Linked DNA regions of Mus musculus: region 1 is linked to region 2. The links are chromatin contacts, called in public Hi-C maps. All regions are on one chromosome and are shown on one strand. Each heading gives the region's core, a stretch centred on a gene start, on an enhancer-like site or on the middle of the called end of the contact. The rest is flanking DNA. Distances are from core to core; before and after follow the strand shown.

The links. A called contact is a pair of places that touch in the nucleus more often than the background predicts.
Region 1: a Hi-C map of pancreatic cancer cells shows a contact between it and region 2, with 3 times the contacts expected there. The contact joins two enhancer-like sites. A contact is called at or near these places in 1 of 15 datasets of contacts at CTCF or cohesin (large pre-B cells), 4 of 484 Hi-C or Micro-C datasets (the N1E-115 cell line, bone marrow-derived macrophages, embryonic fibroblasts and 1 more), 3 of 115 datasets of contacts at active chromatin or transcription factors (CD8 T cells, extraembryonic endoderm stem cells and pancreatic cancer cells) and 1 of 9 other capture datasets (embryonic stem cells).

What each region holds. Positions count from the first base shown.
Region 1 is chr2:13,477,434-13,482,568 of GRCm38.p6, forward strand. It overlaps Cubn (cubilin (intrinsic factor-cobalamin receptor)), which reads right to left. Exons shown (of 67, transcript NM_001081084.2): 7 at 1,637-1,763; 8 at 627-789. Among named protein-coding and RNA genes, the nearest start is that of Cubn, 12 kb to the right of the region's middle. Within about 2 kb of position 3,563, at least 23 of the 459 cell types and tissues checked have an H3K27ac peak or open chromatin away from gene starts, as enhancers often do. A contact at or near this core is called in pancreatic cancer cells, where this site is marked.
Region 2 is chr2:13,297,418-13,302,235 of GRCm38.p6, forward strand. The region is part of intron 59 of Cubn (cubilin (intrinsic factor-cobalamin receptor)); the gene reads right to left. All of the region lies in intron 2 of Gm13270 (a long non-coding RNA gene), which reads left to right. Among named protein-coding and RNA genes, the nearest start is that of Gm13270, 28 kb to the left of the region's middle. Within about 2 kb of position 1,869, at least 35 of the 459 cell types and tissues checked have an H3K27ac peak or open chromatin away from gene starts, as enhancers often do. A contact at or near this core is called in pancreatic cancer cells, where this site is marked.

The DNA of each region.
Region 1 (5,135 bases), core at 2,313-4,812, 180 kb after region 2:
AAATAAGAAAATGAAAAAGCAAGCACACACTACCCACCCTTTAATTTAAGCCATTTGTTTTATCTGATATCTACTGTTTAAGGATTGGCATCATAAATTACGTTTGAGAATTCAGCTACGTGTGACTTTTGCCCCTGAGATGCAAGAGGAGAGGACTTTCTTCTCCTTACCTTTGCTAGTTCTAAACCAACACCATGCAAGCACCCGTTAAACTACAAGTCTCTAAATGCAGCTCTAGGTGCACATGTGCCTTGGTTGACAGAGTCATGGCGTACTCTGCAGCTCACCTCAGATCCAGGGCCAGGCAGATGTGGATTTATATCTGGCCTCGAATAAGCTTTGTGTACATGGAGAAGTTATTTAGTCTTTCTAAGCCTCAACTTCTCCTATTTACAATGAAAATAACTCTCTTCCCACGTCTAATTATGGCCTAAAGTTGGATGCTGGCACACTGCCTAGCAAATCTCCAACTCTGGAGACCTGTTCTAGCATTAAGATGCTCTTGAGTAGGACATGCAGGTAGGTTTAGGCACCTCTGGAAAAATGATCAGTGGTAGAGGGAAGTTGATTCTGGTACCTTGTCTGTGTGGTATTCAAAGCCTAGCATGTGTCCCCCAAGAAAGTACCTTTTGGGCAGGCGCCACAGTAGAAGGAACCTTGTGTATTGAAACACTGTGCATGTTCTGAACAAGGTGAAGGCTGGAGGCTGCATTCATCTTTGTCCTCTGTGCAGGAGATACCATTTGGCAGTGTTGTCCACCCAGCATCACAGATACAGTTAAATCTCAGCTGAAAGGAAAACAATAAAGTGAATAAAGGCTATGGGGAAGAGGAGAGAAAAAGGTCTGAATATCTCACCAAACCCTGAACTCTTTACTGTCATTCAAACGTTCATTTGCATCAGGTCAGTTGAGTGGATTCTCTTTCTCTTCCCATATGATTTAAACATTTAGACTAGACCATGGGAAAGGAACATCTTTATTTCAGGATAAAAGGATCCTATAATTTATCCCAAAGATGCCCAGGAAAGAGTAACAGTAATCAAGAGCTGTAATTACAGTCAATGGACTCAGCCAGCTATGTAGTTAAAGGGTAAACACCCAACTAGGTACAGACTTCGGGCAATCATTTCCTTCTTAAAAATCTCTTCTCTCCACTCCTTCCTCTCACTCCTACTGCTAGAAGGGACTGTTTTCTATCTCTTAAGAATCTTTAAAAATTAATTCAGAATAACTAAAATTCTTGTAACATCAAACTAGCCAGACTACCCTACCCATCTAGGACCCAGAGCTGAGAGGAAGACTGGAGAGCTAGATCCACAAAGTGTGCCCTTCACAGGGACTCAAGGCCCGAAAAATCCAGACATGAGATGCTATTGACAAAACAGAGCCTGTAATGTTTCCGTGTCTTGTCATTGTTAAACATACAGGCCAGGAGGCCAAGCCTCACAGTTTTCTGAATCCAGTTTTCTGTATAAATTATCTCCCCATTTGCTTGTGTGTGTCCTACCAAGAAATGGAGGGGACTTCACCTCTACAGTCACTTGTAGCAGCACAGTGATGGTCTAGAGTCAGCATCAGCATGGGGAGCATGTAACACTGGTTTCCACAAGAAGCACTGAGGGGAAGGGACCCACCTGTCCATGATAAACTCGCTGTAAATCCTCGCAGATGCCATGCTTACAGAGCTGCTGAGAGCCCTGTTCACAGTCATTATATTTGGATGCACACTGAGGTCCATACGTATCAGGCGTGCAGTCACATCTGTTGGTTACACAAGAGCACAAGCTCAGGGTTTGCAGTTTTAGTACCAGACTCTGTCCATTGGCATCCATAAAAGGTATCCATCAGTGCAAACCAATAACGTTAATAATAAACCAGCCAAGCAGTTTGGTCAGCTGCAACCTTAGAACGAAATTCCTCAGTTCTCCTCCGAGCAGTGCACCGAGTGATTGTGTTATCTTTGCAAATCAATTGTCAGAGAATCATGATTCAATGTTTTATAGGACTGGGGCAATAAATTCTTTTGATCTCAGTCATCAAACAGTACTGTCAAAAGTCAGGTGTCTGTAAATCATGGGTAATGGAGTTCATTCAAGAAGGGAAACGGGAGATCAGCAAGTTCACTGCATTCATCCTATAGCACCTGTCAAGAAGCGCAGGTGATGGTCTCTGCCAGGGGCCTTTCTATTACAGAGGAAATATGTATTCTTTCAGGAAGAGATGTTGTCAATAGTGGGGACATTTCCTTCACAGTCATACTTTAATGCATAACAAAATATAATCATCATACGGTTCCTAAATACTAAGAGATGCACTACCACTAGAAATGTGAGGTAAACAGAAATCAAATAGGGGAAGTTTGTTTAGTTGTGACTTTTTAAGTTGCTGGCTTAGCTGTATTTCTGCAAAGCATAGGAAAGGGATCTTGTAAGGTTGAGAGATGTGGTGGGGGTGAAGGACTCACAAAGACTAAGTGTGAGCACATCCTAGGGAGTGGAAAAGCCAAGCACAGAGGTCATGGTTAGACCCCAGCAGAGATTCATCCCAAAGGGAACTGAATGTCAGTGCTAATGCCAGAGGAGGACGAGGGAGGATCTGGAGAACATGTTTGTCTCTCATGTCAGGGACCTTGAGCTACTTCCTGAGGCTCCTGGAAAGGAAGACTCGCTACAAAGCAGAAAGGTTGTTGTAGCACTATGCATTCAGTACCAGGAGCTCAGCTAATAATCACAGATGTCAAAGTGTGATAGTGCAAGAAGTGAGTTTGAAACAATCAAGGCATGTCAGGGCTGGATTGAGAAACAATTGCTGGGGTGATACCCAGAGTCACTTCCAAGTAAAAAGAGTTCAATGTGTATTGCCAGAAATGGAGAGGACAGATATGGAAAACCACAATCTATGCACTACCATTTAGAGCTGCCAGACTTACCAACTTAGAATACAGGGGACACAGTTAAATTTCTATCTCAGGTAAATGAATACTTTAAAAATATGTAAGTATGTTGCATGTAATTTATAGCACTACTATGTAATTATAGAAAAGTTATTTAATTAATAAATAATGTCTATGAGCATTCCAAGATTTCTTTACTCATTAAAACCAGGTCATGAATTAATAATAATTAGTAATTAGACTTAGATTTGATGTTCGCTCCCTATCTAATAGCTACTCATCTTTTTCCATGCTTTCCCTTATGCCCTGTTATCTCTCCTCTTCACTAACTCATTCTTCCAGGGAAGCAAATTATACTCTTTGGGATTATCATATTTTTAAGCATTTCTTATACATATTTAAGCATTTGATTCATTGCTAAATATTTACTCTGTAAGTTTGACATGTAAAACAAAACAACTCAGAACCAATTATTACAAGTTTTTCTAAATGCATTTTCCATGCAAGGACTATTAGGGTATTTGGGAACCGCTGGGACAAAGTGATGAAAGTGTAAATCCGGAACAGATGCACTAAACATTCACCTCTGACAAGGTACTGACTCATGATGCCTCATCCAAAGGTCTTTCTCTTGAGGAAGTACTCAGAAGTATGTTTCTCTAATAGCTAAATACCTAACCACTGGAAAACTACTTATGATGTCAGAGTAGATTGGGCTCAAGTGTCTGAGGGCAACCCTCTCTCCTTAGCTCTCACTTACTTCTTCCTAGCCATTGTCACTTGGAGCTGAGTGGACATAAATCTTATAGTCTTTCAAACAATATGCAAAGTAGACTTCTTTCACTTAATTTAAATATTAAAGGAAGGAGAAAAGGAAGAAGAAGAGGAGGAAGAAGAGGAAGAGGAGGAGGAGGAGGAAGAAAAACAAGAAGAGCCAGAATCAGAAGAAGGAGGAAAAGAACAACAAGAAGAAGGAGGAGGAGGAGGGGGAGGAGGAGGAGGAGGAGGAGGAGGAGGAAGAGGAGGAGGAAGAGGAGAAGGAGAAGGAGAAGGAGAAGGAGAAGGAGAAGGAGAAGGAGAAGGAGAAGGAGAAGGAGAAGAAGAAGAAGAAGAAGAAGAAGAAGAAGAAGAAGAAGAAGAAGAAGAAGAAGAAGAAGAAGAACAACAACAACAACAACAACAACAACAACAACAACAGCAACGAGAAGGAGAAGGAGAAATGGAGGAGGAGGAAGAGGAGTGAGGAGGAGGGGGAAGAGAAGGAGGAGGAGAAAAGAAAACAAACAAGTAAACTATAGCCTTTCTTGCTATGATCTTCAAAAGCAAATGTTTTCATCTTATTTTACAGGAATGCAGCAAATAAGATTGCCTACAGCCACAGAACCAATGTATGAGAGAAGATGAAGAGAAACCCAGGTCTGCTTTACTCAGCTCCGTTATTTTTCTGTGTTACATTTCTGTTCTCAAGAGTAAAGTGAGTATGAAAATTTTCCATGGACTTTATAATATAATAGCATTTGTATGTGAAATATGTTTTCAAAGTGACTCAGTATGGCTTTTAAAGGAATAAATATTTATGAAGCAATAATAAAAGGCATATGTTTTTTAAACTACCTTAGTAGTATTCCTGCCTTTGATAGTAATTCCTTTTAAATTTTATTTATTATGTGTGTATGTGTATGCATGATGTGTAGGTTGGTGTGTGGCTATGTTCATACCACAGTGTGTGTGTTAAGTCAGGAGTCGGCTCTCTCCTACCATAGGATCCAGGGATCCTATTAGGTCACTGAGCTTTTGCAACAAGTGTATTCACCTGCTGATCCATCTCTCAAGCTCTTGGTTACTAGTTTTTGTTTTTTTAAAACAAACAAACAAACAAAAAGTCACCTTTTTATTGTTGGTTTTATCCTAGTAGAATGAAACTAGGCTTTCGGTCTTCAGAAACTGCACTTGCCAATTGAGAAGACACTGAAATATCCTTCCATAGTCCTAGTTAATTTGTCTTAGAGTCCATGGCTCAATATCAGTACATTGGATAACTGAAAAGAATTAATAAAATGTAATACCTAACTAGCACAAATGCCTAACAGAATTATCTTCACTACTTCAACTTTGCAATGCTTTAAATTCCACCAATGATATGGAGATAGCATAAGATGTACCACGTCAGCACTGTGTGCCTGGGAGTAAACACAGCTTGTTTTCTTCCTAGAAAGCCTTGTAGGTTCTCACTGTAAGTA
Region 2 (4,818 bases), core at 619-3,118:
CTTTCTCACCAGTCAGACTCTACCAGAACCACTTTGATGACATACCTTGTACCCAAGAACAAATATCACTATAGCATTCTTCTGTATTTAACTATCAGGAGCTATTTCTTCGGTTGGGAGAAAAAAATGTTTGCACAGAGGTGTGGGGCAGGAGCTGGGAGACCTCCTGGAGGTATAAACCCATATTCAGCAGAGATTCGGCCAGATCTATTTAATTGAGTCAGTAACTGAATCCTGAAAGATTAAACTTCAGAGTGAAGCTGAAGGCAGCATTAGTCTGATAAGGGAAGAAATATCTGCCATATCTAGGAGAAACATCTTAGCTGCTTTAGTGGAGGGAGACTGCTTATTAAGAAGTTATTTTGAGGACTGACAGCACCTTCTTGAGGTCTTTGCCTGTCTCTGGAGGTTAGGGAGCAGCTGCACTTAAGATAAAGATCACCCTGACTTTAGTATAGTCCTGTCTTTCAGGAACATCTGTGACTGGGGGCGTTGTAACACAGATGCATCTAAAAGCAGTGCCCTCATCAGACAGAGTGTGTCACATCACGGTGGCTTCTCTTCAGATTGTGGAGCTTGGGCTTCGGCATCCTTAGTTGGAGTAAACCTCACTGGGACTTTCACAGCTGTTGTGTCAGCTGCTCCAGCGTTATGAATCTGCTTAAGGATTCAACGTGGTTTCTGATGAACTTGCTGTCTCTATTTCTATAAAAGGATTTTGTAGAATACTGCACAACCTCAGGTTAAAAACCTCCCAGAAAACTAAGATTAGAAGGGAAATTTCTCAGTTTGATAAAGAATACCTGTAGAACTTAGAGCTATTAGCAAACTTTTGAAAGAAGGGTGTGTGTGTGTGTGTGTGTGTGTGTGTGTGTGTGTGTGTGTTCATGCCTGGGAAAGCAATAGGCTGATATCCAGTCTCTTTTTCAATGGTTCTTCATATTATATTTTGAAATAGAGCCTCTTACTGAATCTGGAGCTTGCTAATTTGGCTAGCCTGGCCAGCAAACACTATGGATCTTCCTGGCTAACTCCCAGCATTGAGATTATAGATGCACACCTCTGTGCTTGGCTTTTTATCTGTGTGCTGAGGATTGCAACTTGCATGGCAAGTACTCAGATGAGCAAGCCATCCTGTGAGTCTCTAGTAGCAAAGGTAAAGGTAAACAGTTAATCAGCCCTTCAAGATGAGGACAAGAAATGGTGGTTTTCTTACAACTCTTAATCATCACTATTAAAGTCTTGGCCGTTAATACTTAAGGGAACAAAAGCCTGGAAAGGAAGGAATCCAGGTGTCACTGTTTGCAGATGCCATTCTTCTCCTTATAGAACAATTCTGAGGGATATGCAAATACACTCTTAGACCCACGAATCCAGTCACTCAAAACCTGAATATGTATGATAGTTCTTAGACCCAAGAATACAGTCAGTCAAAATCTGAATATGTATAACAGCACATCAAAACCTGTAACATTTCTATGTATTAGCAATGTGCAAGAGAGGGAAAAGACTGAAAAACACATCATTTGTAATCACTAAAGGAGATGGAATATCTGGGTACACATTTAAATGAAGGCACATGCATAATGTTCTAAGGCCACTGAACTGATCATAAAATGATAAAAATGCTATTTTTAAATTAGATTATAGTGAGTCATGGATGATGTGGTAAGACTAGTCCTTCAAATCTCAGTTGAGTAACTACAGTTCACAAAAGCTACTTCTTAAATAGTCTAGGCATCAAACCGCAGCATGACAACTCTTCCTTCCCTTGGTCAACGTTTGCCAAGACCAGCAGGATCTCTATAAGGACAGAATGCTGTGCCTGTAAAGACGGTACAGAGACTGGCTTTGTCTGTTTTGTGCACAGGCACCTCTGATTTGTCAACACTAGGTAGCAGCCTAAGCCCAGGTTTCCATTCATTCTGCTGTATACTTAGATCTATATCAAAAGGGGGCTTGGTGGGGTGTGGCCACTCTCAAGAAATAAAGCCAAGGACTGTTGTTCACTTCTTACTGTCTTCACTGAGATGAACTCTATGAGCTATTCTGTAGGCACCATACTAATTCAAAGAAATTCAAGCCACAGATAAATAGTATGGTCTATAAGGTAAGAGCTAAAATAACAGATTGTGTGTGAAATAACATAAAAGGTGATTACTTTTTTTTTTTAAGAAGCAAAGAAAAGGAGTGAGAGAGGTAGGTCAGCAGACGAAAAGAGCCCGCCCCGAGGCTGAAGAATGGGGTTCAGTCCCCGAGACCCACACAGCAGGAAGACTCCTGCAAAGTTCTGGGCACTGTGACACGCAATCCAAAACACATGCACACACGATAAGTGGCAAGTTAAATGCAATAAAACATTTAAAGGCAAGAAAGGATGGCTAAGGGAACATACAAAGAGTACAAAGAGGAAGGACAAAGAGAAAAGAGCACAAAGGTTGAGTGAAATCAGGCAACATCAGTAATTCTGTTGCACAAAAATGTATTAAATGTTAAATTCTCCAATTGGAAGAAAAAGCCAAACACCAAATATACTCTTTGGAAGCAAAATGGTCAACAAATATGTTATGCAAATACATGTGTACATGTATAATTAGAGTTTTCAACCAAATGCTTTTTGGTCGAAAAGGATGATGAGATATGTGTGTGTGTGTGTGTGTGTGTGTGTGTGTGTGTGTGTGTGTATTTCTAAATCAAGAAAAATGGAAATCATAGATAAGTCATTTTCAGATGTTATTGCATAACAATATGAATTAATCTCCCAGGAGGACACAGTAGTTATGCATGATTGTTCTTCTTCATAGAAAGTATGGATCCCAGTCTCTGTCAACCTCTCAAGACAAATTTGCTGGTTAGAGCTGTACTCAGTTGTCAAATAAATACAGAGGTTTATCTAGTTTAATCAACACTACAGACCTCTACAAAGATAAATGTGTCCATTTTATAGAATAGAAGACCAAGGCAGCATAGCTTTGTATATTGCCCAAGCCAAACTTGTTAAGATTAGAAACTGGGTCTGGTACTCCAAAGCCTACACCAAGATTCAGGACAGCCATTTTCATAGCAAAAGAGAGGTATCATACCAAATTTACAAGGAGATGTTGACTTCTGATTTAGAGTTTGTCAAGCATAGGACCTTGCTAAACTCACTTTTGCATTCTTAAATCACTGCCCATATAGTAATTAGCTAGGAAATAATATAAAATAAAAAATAATATAAAAAACAGTGAAGGAATACATAGAAAACAAATAATGATTAGATGGATCTTTGTAAAGATTTGTCTAGTAAAGGGTTAGAATGATAACTTTTATTATTAAATAATTTTATAATTAAATCTTGATCATAAAATTGTTGCTTATTATAAAAACATATTTATGCACAAGTACACACACATTAGCAAAATGTCTTTTTAGCAATGTTAGCCTATTTTCAAAGCCAATTTTTGTAATTTTCATGACCTTTTTGACCGCATATTTTAGCAGAACAGTAGTAAAAATTTCAACAAAAGATCCAAAATAGTGACTATTTTGCCTAATGGGCAGTCTCATAGTAGGAAAATATTTCTTTGCAACAAGTGATGCCAGGTCTGATAAGGAGTTTGAATCTCGGAGTATTCAGTATATCGTCCGTGTACTGTATAGTGTACTGATAGTATAGTATATCATCAGGTAGAGCACATCCATTAATTTGAAGAATTTAGGACACGTTAACAAGCATACTCCCTCTTTAAAGGGATATGATTTTACTAAATATCGACAATTACAGAAGCAGGAATTTAAAAAGTGGAAAACATTCTGTTTAAAGAGAGCAAGATAAGTAGTCATATGTTACTTGCATGTCTTAAAACATATGATAATATAAAAGTGGAATTTATAAAATTTAGATGTAGTTTTATAATAATGATTTAAATAAGGAAATGAAATGGTTTTGTTTTCATTAATTTGAAACCTCATACCAAGTATACTGCTGATTTTAATTTTGACTACCCTGGTGGCAGGTACTAGTTGATGGTGACAGAGGTCAATTCTCCTCTGCTCAGAAGTTGCTAAGTGTCCTTGATAGGTCTCTTAATTCCTTTGTGACTTACTTCCTCCACTTTTAGACTGGACTACTTGACAGGTGTATCAACCAGACTTCCACCATCAGAATATAGCATCTAAATCCTTAAGAATGCTAAGGTAAAAACTTTCACTAAATTGAAGCTCATAATTTGGAGCTACTAATTTTTGTTGTACATATTTATTATCCTTTATTATAATATTGATATACTCCCAATAGCTGTGCTTAGTTGGGCTACCACCTCACTTCTATGCCATGCAAAGCCAGAAGAACAGATATGATATTTCTCTACCAACACCAAAAGTAATTTTTGCAACATATATTCATCTCTACACAACATGTATACTTATTATGCTTATAATTACATGCTAAATTTCATAAATTTTATTTAAAGTATGATGTTATTTATATAAAGTTTAATAAGAGTCATATTTATTTAAATATTATAGCATACACTGTATAACATGTAAATGTGAAATTGTGAAATGAAATATATAAAGATTATATACTATTTATGATATATGTATAACAAAATGTTCTATTCAGGAATGACATCCTATGACTTAAAACCAGGTACACTCAAACGAGAAGATGATCATGGAAAGAATGAGTCTATCACAGAGGGAGAGGAAAGCTAACTCTCCCTTAGGAAACCTTCCAGGGACCTGCCTTTAGCCTTGGCTATTTCTATCAATTGCCCTAGAGGATGCATAGACCAATTAGGAAAGTGTGGGTTTAGGAAATGGTCAAACCTAGTT